2 separate regions of the Mus musculus genome follow, and region 2 is linked to region 1. Evidence: chromatin contacts called from public Hi-C data. All regions are on one chromosome and are shown on one strand. The core of a region is the stretch at or near the end of the contact, and the rest is flanking DNA. Distances in the headings are between cores, read along the strand shown. Region 1 overlaps Kif5c (kinesin family member 5C). Region 2 overlaps Lypd6b (LY6/PLAUR domain containing 6B).

Region 1 (5,970 bases), core at 1,366-3,865:
CCCTTCATTTATTACAACACTTCTATGAATTCTTCACCATGTGATTCTCCGTCTTTTAAAAGGCTAACACCTCTGACTGTTTTACCTGATGCCCACTAAAGCAAACTGCTCAGCATTTGAAGAGATGAGACCTACATTCAGGATTCTCTAAGGACTGATCAAATGCAGTCGGCATTATAAGCCCCAACCATAACCACTATCTTCAATAACATTCTAATCATCACCCCAACGGCTGGCAGGCAGAGGTTATTTGTCTAAACCATCTGGCTGCACTCCTACGGCATCTCAGAGTAAACTTTCAAGAAGTAGGCATGAGATAGTAAATTATTCAGAGAACATACACTGGCATACATTCCAGCAATGTGAAACATGTGACGAAATGGAGCCATCCACTTGGCTGTTCAGAAGTGGGATTTTTACAGCTAGAATATAGAATGTAACAGCCTGTCAAACAATGAAAACTTTATAAACATGGCCTTTTAAAAAAGCGGCCCGAGAGCACACTGTTCTGATAAAGGAATTAATAGACAATGTGAGATTAGGGATTGCTTGAATAAACCACATGATCTGTTCCAATGACGTGCCTAGCTTTTAGTCACAGTGTGAGAAAATTCGATTAGAGGTCTTATAAAGACTGGCGCTAGATGAACTGACTGGCTGATCAGCAACTAGCAGAATTATCTCTAAAAGACATCAAAGCCAACTTTCTCTGTGAATAAAAGTACAGTGAATTTTGTAAGGCCCTTGTAGAGATCAAGTAATGTGAACTACAAACGAATGCTGCCTTTTAAAACTTGAAAGTGCCCCACAACTCTTCAGAAGTAGAAAATGGGAACCTAGGGGGAAAAGTGCTTTAGAAAGAATCTAAAATCATCCATTTTATAATGGCTGCTAATGAAAGCCAAGAATGGGGTATTACTGACCCGTACCCAGTTTCTAAACACAAGTCTAAAAGACAATAGCAGGTCCTCTAGACAAGACGCATCCCATTGGTAGCCCTCTTAAAGGCCAACGTTTCAGTTTCCGAGTCAGAAGCAAACATAGACAGCAAGCTTCTAACCTGGCATCAGTTGGTACTGACGGGGTTTGCAGACTTGCCCTGCAAAGGACCCCTCCATCAGACTCCAATAGCAGCCAACAGTGGCAACAACATGAAACAAAGTGAACACAGGTAAACACAAAATCATCTTTGTAAAATAAATACTTCAATAGAAGTTGTCTTCTTTTCACACCTAATTAAAAACAAAACACTGTTATAAAGGGCAACATCTAACAAATAAATTAAGTCAAATCAGTGTTAGGAAAGGACTATACAACAGAATCCTGGAGGTAATATACACAGCCATCAACATTTCACACACGCATGTGCATAAGCACACACATTAACTTTTTCTACCCCACCCTCACAGCCTTGAGAAAGCCTAGAGTCTCCCCTTACTCCAGGGGTACCAGCTTCAGAAGAAGGTGTGAGCTCACACTTCTTGGGCACATAAGATGACAGGATGGGTCATTTCTCTGAGATGAATGGGGATGTTACTATCTAAACCACAAATTCATGAAAACAAATAGCAGCACATAGTAGCGACTCACTGAAGCCTGCCAGTTTCTCTTGAAACGCTTGACTACTTGGCAACTGATCCTTTTAGTATGCCCAACTGAACGTAGTCACCTTTCGATTCATGGATCTGAATAAAGTAATAATTAAATATACAAAAAACAAATAAAAAACCCCAAAACAAACAAACAAACAAACAAACCCCAATCCAGTTATACTGATTTTTCCCCCCTAACTGTGCCTCAAAGAAGAAAAAGCCTATCTGGTGCCAAAGAAAGAATTCAAATCAGCAGTTTGCAATGATAGGTTACAATAAAAACAGACAAGGCATAAATCTCACCAATGACTTTCCCCTGAGGGAATTCTTTTCCAACTACTGTACTGACGCTGGATCTCTTTAGGAATATCTCCTCCAGCACGCGATGGTTTGCTAGAAAAAGAGGCGAGCCCAAGGCAGCTTCCAGGGCATCCGGAGGAAGCTGTGAGGAGGGGAGGCAGCCCCATCTCCACTCACCCAATTCTGCAGCATTTTCAACTCTTGTATAGGAATGATGTTCAAACAACTGGGCTGGCCAGGACTAGTCACTGCAGGTTCACCAGCGAGCAGCTTGGAGGTGAATTCTGTGACTCTTCGCATTTTCATAGATGTGTCTGAATGAGCAAATTCTACACTGCTATTGTCAAACTGTTTTTCTGCCTTGAAGGAATCTGCTTTGCATTTTAACAGGTGCCATACTAAAAGGTCTATTTTACAGATCCAAAGATATGACCAGGATATTTAAAATGCTCTCTGGGGTTGGTTTTGGAAAAGTGTTCAGAATGAAAATTTTGAACCCTATAGCAGCACTTTTTTTTTGTTCCCTAAAAATATAAAGTAATGTGTTTATTTTACAGGAAACCAGAAGTCGAGGCAGAGCGTGGTCACTGGTTCCACTGCACTTGATTGTCCCTCTAGGATGGCACAGCAGGGCGTTCCATTCCAAGGGGCCAGTGCACTGCAGGGGCCTCCAGAGACCACACAACCCCGGAGGCTGAGAAGTGGCGAGGTCTGAGCAGGAAGTGGGTATTGCGTAACCCCCTCCTTCCAACTTCTTAGGAGAAGGATCCAAGCACGTATCTGTGCACACAAATTCTACACAGCGCAAACACCTGAATCTGGTGTACTACAGACGGCTGGGCAAGCAAGTGTAAAAAGAAACGGAAACTGTATAGGAGGGGACAGAAAGGAACTGGTGACTACTACAGTCCTTTTCATGCTACGTGGAGTCATATCTGTTGAGAAATGAAAGAGAGAACACAGGCATTAGTGGTCAGCAGATTCACTCCTCAGACGTCTGTTTCAGTCTAGACATTTTGAGTAGAGCTGTCCAATACAAGTACAACTCGAGCCTCTTATTTTATTTCTTTCAGAATCTGCATTAAAAGGTAAAACTGAAGGGAAAACCTAATCTCAAGGATACGTTTTTGTAGTTCAGTATTAAAATACGACTTCAATATGTACGAATGCTGCTATTCTTCACAACAGTGTTGCCACTGCGGGACTGGCACATACTCCACCGTGCGTGTGCTCAGCCTGATGTCTCCTGCTCGCCCTCACTGCTTCTCAGTTGAGACTCGGCTAACATGATGGATAACAGAGCTTCCTCCATCCTGCATCTAAGTATTTTGTCCTGACCCAGTCACGGTAGTCTCTTCCAAAAGTCAGTACATTCTGCATCTGTGTGCCATCGGAATAGCACAAAGCACTTCCTGTCCCAGGGGACAATCAGACATCACTCATTAACCAGGACACACATCACCAGGCAGGTCAGGCATGGTCCTGACCCAGGCATTCTACAAAGAGAGAACTGATTTGAAAGTGTGTTCCACACCAATGGTGTCATGAAGATTTCAGTACAGCACCCGCTTCCAGTTTACTCTCAGTAGAGGTCTGTCCATCTGACCTTGGGCAGGTCCCCAGGGTGGGAGTCTTCGACCTCTCCTGACTAGAAACCAGCCCTGAGTCATCTTCCACTAACTCTTGTAAGCTTGACACTCAACATAGCAAAAGAGTCAACCCCTGGCAGCATCATGGGGCCCTGACCCATCTGTAATCTGCCCTGTGGGTTTCTGGCAGAGGTCCTGGAACCCTCGGGCTGAAGGAAGGAACCCAATGGGCAGGCACAGCCTTGTCCTAGGAAGCTAAAGGAAGTGGCACAACAGGAAATATGATGGAGCCAAAGTAAAACTCATCTGCTCCCGAGTTTGAACAAGACTCCATAACCTGACACACTGTACTTCCTGTTTGCCTCCAGCCTCTGTCCACCTGTGAGGCCTCACAGCCCTGCCACAGTACTGTCTCCAAGTTGTTTCTCTACAGCCTCCTCATTCAGAATAGTGGAAGCAGCACTACATATTTTGTGTAAATAAACACAACATAAATTATGCATGAATACAGAAAAAGGAAAGAGGAGCATGGAACAGAAGAGAAACCTGGCAGGTGAGGGGACAGTTCGTGCTTTCTAAGAACAGCCATTTCTCCTGGACCCACAGAGTAAATATGCAGGAATCTCAGTCTGTCATTTCCCATGCTTACAACCATCCTGATTAAAGGGAGTAGAAACAACCTTTGATGATAATCTTGTATTTTTAGAAGTTACAGAGAGATAAAGCAGTTTATAGGAAGGATGAGTCTCACATTTGACCTTTCTTGAGAGTTTGTCCTTCCTGCTGAGTGCAGAATGATGCAGTCATTTACAATCTACTGTGAGCTGAAAACCAAAGGAAGGCTTTTGGAGAGCAGCACCGAGATCCTACTTCACCTGAGGGTTTGTTCCTTCAAACGCACCATCCCACTGGGCAGAAGGGATTGGTCTTCCTGTGTACCTGCAGGCAGGGAGGTGCTGGCTGCAGACCTTACCTGGAGACTATGGCCTACAGCAATGACAGCAGCCAACCCATGTTGACACAGGAAGCATTCAGCACACAAATGCTGTGGCCCAGCCTCAAGAACTCCAGCAGACCATGAAGGGAGGAGATTTCCACTAGAAAGATGGTATTCAAGTCCCACACTGCACCCCCGCCCCCCAGTACAAGTTCCAGCACGTTTGGGCTGACAGCTTGAAAGAAACGGGGGCCACAATGGAAGCTTACTTTATTCACTTCAGGGGCAGTGAGAAAGGTGGACTGTGACAGGCTGCTGAATGGAAAAGCAGATCTGCTTCTGTTATGCTCCTTGCCCAGGCCTGTAGAAGAGACGCTCTCTCACCCAGCAGTAGCAAGGGACCAGGTCAAGAGACCAGGCAGTGCACTGACCCGAGGCTCAGCCAACCTGAGGCCAGCAATTCAGAGTGGGGACCTGTGGCCAGATTTAGAAGGAAATAAAATCACCTTGCTCTAGAAGGGGTGGAGAAGGCTGAAGAAAGAAGCTAATTATACACAGAAGGGTTTTGCAAGACATATTTGGACTCCAACCCTCAACTTTGGCTTTTGAAACTGCTTGCAGTAGATTTAAGCTTAATCCAAACAGTACATAGTTTTATCTTTCCCTGCGCCTTTCTACAGTTCAATCCCCATTTATAAGAATTACCAGTTGCCTTTGCTTATCGTGGCGATACAATCTGCCACGGAGGAACCGTTCCGCATTTTTGACCAGGAGAAGTGCATAACCCAGACTACTGAAGCAAGGTCTTCCTGGTGCCACCGCGTCGCCTTCTGAGTTCTGGGTGGTAGTCTCCAGGCCACCAGCAGTGCCCACCTCAGGTCCCTCTGTCCTGGTCCCTACAGACACACTACTTTCCTTTTGACCTCACAACAGCTATAAGATTAGTACTCTAAAGGTCAAGTTTGGCTAAGTTCTTGTCTGGGTTTCCTTTAATGCCTTCCATATTGTCCTGTCAGACTCCTACATAAGGACCCTTGTATCCCTTGAATCCTTTCTCGAAACAGCCAAGAATCTTCTCTGAAGTGATAAGGGTAGCTGTTGTCTTCATATACTCCAGGCAAGGCCATGCAGAGAAACAGATGCACAAGCAGACCCGAGAAGTAGCTGCTATCCATTAAAGGAGACAAAGAGGTCTACGAAAATGTAAAATAATGCCAATTAGCTGAGGGTTTTTTTTTAAAAAAACGAATCTTTCCTTAAAAATGCTAGTTATGCCTGCACTCATATGCACATACCAACATAAAGACATGCAGACACATAACTAAATAAAAATCAATTGCTTATAAAGTAAAGGGGCTAGAGAGATGGTTCAGTGGTTAACCATTGTTAACCACTATTGTTCTTGCAGAAGACCAGAGTTCAGTTCCCAGCACCCTCCTCAGCCAGTTCACTCACCCATCACTCACCCGTCACTCACCCGTCACTCACTAGTCACTCACCCATCACTCACTAGTCACTCACCCATCACTCACACATCTGTTATTCCAGATCC
Region 2 (5,970 bases), core at 1,713-4,212, 110 kb before region 1:
AGGCATTATGTTACAAAGAAGAAAAAATTAGCAACATGTTAACTCTTAAAATAAACAAACAGAAAAGGCTCACAGAGCAGTGTTCACATCAGAAACAAAAAGAAACAAGTTGGGGGCAGGAAAGTTCTCAGTGAAAAGCAGCTGCCTCTCAAGCAGCAAGCATTCTCAGAGGGCACATAAATGCTGGGCGAGTGGGATGCCAAGTGGGCATGAGGTAGAACAGCGTGCGATGTGGGGTGCAGATGATGCGAGGTGTGTGTGATACTAGATGTGTGCATGATGCTGGTGTTTATGATGCTGGGAGCACAGGTCTCTGGGTGTGCATGACTCTGAGTGGGCATGGTACTGTGTGTGCATGATGCTGAATGTATGAGATGTGAGGTGGTTGTGCATGATGCTGGTTGTATATGGTGGCTTGCCTGTGGTTCTAGCACTCCAAAATCAGACACAGGGGATCCCTACAGAAAGCTGACTAGCTAGGCTAGCCAGAGTATTGGCTAACTCTGTGTTCAACAGAAAGACCCTGCTCCAGTGAAAAAGTGATGAGCCATCCAGGAAGACTCCCAATGTCAACCTTAGTCCTCCATATGTACTTCCATAACATGTTTCACACATTATTACACATATATGCACACACACATATGAAAAATTATTTAAAGGAATAATCCATGCTGAAAATGCACCTGAACCAAAAATAACAATGATGTTCCTAACACAATAGTCTACAAAAATATAAAGGGTAAAAAATGTCAACTGTCAGGAAGAATAAGAAACCTGTTTCTTAAACACTCTGAGAAAAGACACAGACTAGATGAGTAGTGTTGGAGATGACAAGACATCTTAACCAGTAGGATAAACTGGAAGATTTGAATAAAAGTCTACTCCCTAAGAACAGAAGTCATATTCTGTTTGTAAGAACCCTGGGGTGCTTATAGAATTTTTCATACATTACTTTTCTCAGAAGTCCCCCAAATTCTCAAATAATCTGTCACACAGACAACATTCCTGGACTAATGCCAAATATGGTTCTTGTCTGAAGTCTACCTCACTTGCAAAGGAATGCAGATTAAACTACAGCAAATGAACAAGCACAAAAGAACAGCAACCCATTGTCCTGCTGAGGATGGAAGAAATCAGGGCTCTTGGTCTTAGTGGTAGTATAAATTGATGGAATCTGGTGATATCAACCAACATTTGAAATAGGTATCTAGGGCGGGTAGGATTGCCCAGTGGGTAAGGGGGCCTGCCAGGAAGACTGATGATCTGAGTTTAATCCCTGGGACAGGGACAAAGATACAAGCATACTAAAGGAAGCAAGTCAGTGCCTTGCTCAGCCAGTACCAGAGAAACTTCCTCCAGCTCAGGCAGCTGAGGAGAACACAGGCAGAGACCCACAGCCGATCCCATCTGTATGCAGAGAGTGAGAGACTTTGAACACTCATCCTAAATGGATGTCTCCATCAAATCCCTGCAGAAGAGGAGGCAGAAAGAGTGTAAGAACCAGAGGGGATGGAGCAAACAAGAAACATGGCTCTCTAAATCAACAGGGTCAGTGGACATATAAACTCTGAGAGACTGAGGCGGCATGAGCAGGGCCAGCCGGGGGCTTCACCAGATGGGGTTCAGAGCTGAACGGAGAAGTGGACACAACCTTCCGTCCCTAACCCAGAAGCTGTCTCCAATTGATAACCACTTACAAACGAAATTTCAGTTTCCTCCAATGGGAGTCTCACTGGGAAAACAACCTACTCTTAATGGTAGACCCCATGCCCAGCGGTGGATAGCCAACGGAAGACAAACTCAAGCATTATCATTGTAGGTTCTTTCTCTCCTGATGTCATGTCATGGTGGGTTTTTTTTTTTTTAATCTTACTATTATTCTTTATTTTTATTCTACTTAGATTTTTCCCACTCTTTTACTCTGCAGGTCCTCTGTGTGTATAACATGGCTCCCGTTGTTGTGAAATTCCTGACTGGGGAGTGGGCGGGTCTTTGTATCTGTTTCTTGTTCCTTCCCTTGCGTTCTTTTCCGTCTCATCATTTGTTCTGTTCTGGTATGTCAGGTTTTGTTTCGTCTGATTATATTTTATTATTATCCCTTAGAAGCTTCTTCATTTTATGATGAAAAGCAGGATGGGGGTAGATCCAGATGTGAGGGGAGGTGGGGAGGAACCGAGGGAGTAGAGGAAGAGAAAACTATACAGAGGATATACTATCTGTGGCAGGGGATGGAGGGGGGGAGCTACTTCAATAAAAGGGGTGGGAGAATTAAAGGGAGAAAAGGCATTCTCCTCTTTTGAGACAGGATCTTATCAAGTTGCCCAGGCTGGCTGACTTCAAATTTGCATTCCTTCTCCCTTGGCCAGAAGAGCAATGGAATTGTAGGTGTGAACCGCCACACCTGACTGTCCTTCCCTTTGTAGAGTAAATTATGAAAATACTGAATTGGAACTTGTATTTGCTTTCCTTCAGAACTGTCTCCCTCAACTCACTTCCTGTTCCAGGAGTTCTCTGAGGAAGCCACATGTGTAGCTTCCTCTTCTTTACTCCTTGACACATCACCTGCTTGGTTACCTCTGGCTTCTTTCAAGAATTTTCTCTTTATCATGTTGTGGAGTATGAAATGATGCAGAGGTGTAATTTTTTTGCATGTGTGTATGTTACTTAGGTCATGCATTATGGTCCTTTCTTTGTGATCTGGTGACTGACATTAATTTCAGAAATCCTCAGAAAAAGAAAAAAAAATATGTTTATACATAAAATATTTTAAAAAAATAGATAACTCTCTTTCATCTTATAGCACACATCTAGAAATCCTTCCTATAGAAACCTTTACAACTGTGCCATAGGAAGAATGTGCATGGGTTTCCATCATAGTATTTGTTGAAGTGAGAGAGGCAAATGCTCTAGTGGCTATCAGTAGGTAGAGGGTTAACTGTGGTCTTCTCCCAACTCTGCTGTTAACAGGAAGTTGGCAACTTGGTGCATTTCTCTGACAAACAGAAGCTCCAAGTTCTGCATGAGCACATTAACGTTAGTTACCGCTGCCATGCTGCCGTGTTCGTAAGGACGGGAGAGTGTGCAGAAACATTCCGAGGCTCTGCTAACATCAGTTGCTTCTGAGAAAAAAAAAAAAGCACAGAACAGGAGAGACCTACTTTCCCAAAGTATCTTTCCCCAGTACTTGCATTTTGACGCTGTTCACGTATTCCGATTCCAATAATGAATAAGCGCAAGCCTCTAGCCATTTTATTTATTCATTTAAAACACAACATCTTAGTAAGATGAATTGTCTAGTGATAAGCCTAATGAACTCACTGCAGAAAATCCAAATTCCTCTGCACATTCCCTCCCCATGCCCTCTGTTGGCTAACGTGTCTGTACAATTTAATCAGAAAACATGTTCAACAAGGTTTCTGAGAGCTTCGATATTTGACTGGCACATGCCCAGTCAGGCCCTGCAGAGCAAGGGGAGGACAAACCAAAAGAAGTTGGTTTCCTCTAGGAGCAAAGCCCCTTGCAGATGCCAGGTATCTCTCTGTACTCAAGTGGACATACTACACACATTCCAGCCTGGGAACCTCTGTACAGATGGTTTCTGTTGCCTGTGATGTCCCCGTCCTCCACAGTCATTCTGTGTACTTAGTGGATCCACATGACTGTGCTAAAATTCCACTTAATCAGAAAACCTCCATGTAACTGCACTCACTACCTTCTCGGTCTCACTAACTCTCTTTTGCGCTTTTTTTTTTGTAATTCCTTATGCAGCAAGGACGCTGCAGGAAAGCAGGGTCTGTGTTTACTAGGAGCTGCTAGTAGCTAACTGCACATAGGACACACAGCCAAACAAAATGCTCTTACATATGCAATAAAATTCACAGATAAGAAATCTCCAGTATGATTAATTTTTGACTAAGTACCTCTCCACAGTGTTTAATTGTTTTCAAACTGTGGCCCTTTTCTCATCTTTCTGGCCTAGCTGAAAAGGAAAGGCAGGGCAGATGGAGAAAGGGCCTTTGGGAAGAAAGAGCGTTCAAGGAAGGACAAGGAACTCTTTCCACGCTGTTCCATTTTCTTACAATTTACGAGACCGGTGCAATAGTAATTCAGAAACAGTGGGCTGGTTTTTGTTGTTGTTAGTTTTGTTTGTTCACTTGTTGTTGTTCATTCAATTAAATAGTAATAGAAAACCTTCTCTCAGTGGTATGGGAACAGAGCTCAATGCTTCAGACATGCCCTAAAACAAGGCTGAAGTGTAGGCAGTCATATGACCTGAAGAGCCTAGGCCAGACCTGGGCTTTCGTGACCCAGTGGGTGTGTGTCAGATCCATCCAAGCCCCAGAGAATCAGAAACTGTCCTTGTAACCCTGAATGAGCTCACCCTTACCAATTCCAAGTGTATGATGGAATTCAGTGAATCGGCTCTGGGACTCCCCCACCCCCACCCCCACCCCTCCAAGAAATGGCACTGGCCTATGTGCAAGCATCACTGGGCAAAGAGAAGTCTCGCCATCATGTCGAATCTAGACAGTCCGGCTGGAAGGGGACAGGACGCTGAATCCCAACCCAAATGGTTCTGTGAGAGACCTGTGTATCCTGTTAAGCATGAAGCCCTAAGCAGGCTTTGATCTGACAGCGAAGACAGTTTTCACTACAGGGGAGCAATGCCCTACTAAAGTGGCCTTCACTGCCGCTGGTATTCCAGTGTGAGGAAGAGGTCCCTGAACAATTCTCACCTCCACCTGGCCAAGGAGAGCTCCATGCTGTGGTGAATTAGAGCACTATCTGGGATCAACCAAAGGAACTGGCTTCTGGAGTCCATTTTGGTAAATAAAATAACAACCTACTATCAAAACAACTACAACGAGAGAGAATAAAGCTGGGTTCGTGTTCTTTACTCTGTTCCATGGGCTGCTGCAGTCCCTAGACAGGAAGAACTTCTCCAAGTGTAACCTAAGTCCTCCCTGAGCCACTATAAGCAGCATGGCTCCTCCCACTGCCATTGGAAATGCCACAGAGTTCCTAAACAGTGTCCATATCATGTGCTATGAAAGGTCTGAGGGCCCTTCTCTGCCTACGTTAGAATAAGCAAGCTTCCACCTCAACATCCAAAATGATTGTCCAGCTTATTCCACTGCCGCCCCTGATTTCTAAAAATTGATCGTCCGAATGAGATGGGGTTTTTTGTTTTTTACAGTCTTGGCTCTCTGCATGCCCTGGTCCTCAAACATTTAACTGGCCCAGCTCCACCATGCCTGTTGCACTCTACACAGAGCAGAGGGAAACAAGAATTGCTTTTTGGAGCATCTGTCGCTGCCGACCCTGGGTTACCTCTGTTGTGAATGCTTTCAGCATTTACCTAAGATTATTCTGTGCTCCAGTGACACCATTACGAGGGGGGCAGGAAGAGTGGCGGCCTAATGAGGCAGCAGATGACATCCACTGGTCTCCGTATGAAAATCGGCACAAGCCAGGCTGTGCGTTAATCAAGTCACCAAAGGCCTTTGGCCCTTGGACAAGGCAGCCTTTGTCAACACCTGAGAGGAAAATGAGCCTGCCTCCTTTCTAGTGCTAATAAGTTGAGTGGAGAAAGGGTTAGGTTCCATGGGAAAATGCATGCTCAACCTCCCCAGGCGAGCATCTTAAGCAAGGGACTCCAGAGTGCAATGAAACCGCTCCTGCCTGAAACCTGAGCCACCTTGAGAAAGAAAGGTTCGCCTGGGTTCTTGAGACAAGAATCAGTCTCCCTCGCGGTGCTTGGCATGCAGTGGTCCTCCATACTGGCTTATAGAATGAATGAATGAATGAATGAATGAATGAATGAGTTATTGGTTCTGAATTTCCTGCACACCCAAGCAAACAGAAAGGTATGCCAGTCTGTGTAATTCTCATGTGTGCAAGAGAGAAGACACCATGCTGCCAGCATTGTCTCGGAGAGTGTTGTGCACATGTTCCCATATATTCCTAAAA

Evidence for each region. A called contact is a pair of places that touch in the nucleus more often than the background predicts.
Region 2: a Hi-C map of granulocyte-monocyte progenitors shows a contact between it and region 1, with 1.6 times the contacts expected there. The contact joins two enhancer-like sites. A contact is called at or near these places in 2 of 39 promoter capture datasets (embryonic stem cells and neutrophils), 22 of 484 Hi-C or Micro-C datasets (the Ba/F3 cell line, CD4 T cells, CD4 single positive thymocytes and 13 more) and 3 of 115 datasets of contacts at active chromatin or transcription factors (CD8 T cells, embryonic forebrain and embryonic stem cells).

The regions. Positions count from the first base shown.
Region 1 is chr2:49,768,021-49,773,990 of GRCm38.p6, reverse strand. Kif5c (kinesin family member 5C) reads right to left here. Exons shown (of 26, transcript NM_008449.3): 26 at 1-2,827. Among named protein-coding and RNA genes, the nearest start is that of Lypd6b, 17 kb to the left of the region's middle. Within about 2 kb of position 2,615, at least 51 of the 459 cell types and tissues checked have an H3K27ac peak or open chromatin away from gene starts, as enhancers often do. A contact at or near this core is called in granulocyte-monocyte progenitors, where this site is marked.
Region 2 is chr2:49,877,758-49,883,727 of GRCm38.p6, reverse strand. All of the region lies in intron 2 of Lypd6b (LY6/PLAUR domain containing 6B), which reads right to left. Among named protein-coding and RNA genes, the nearest start is that of Lypd6b, 93 kb to the right of the region's middle. Within about 2 kb of position 2,962, at least 1 of the 459 cell types and tissues checked has an H3K27ac peak or open chromatin away from gene starts, as enhancers often do. A contact at or near this core is called in granulocyte-monocyte progenitors, where this site is marked.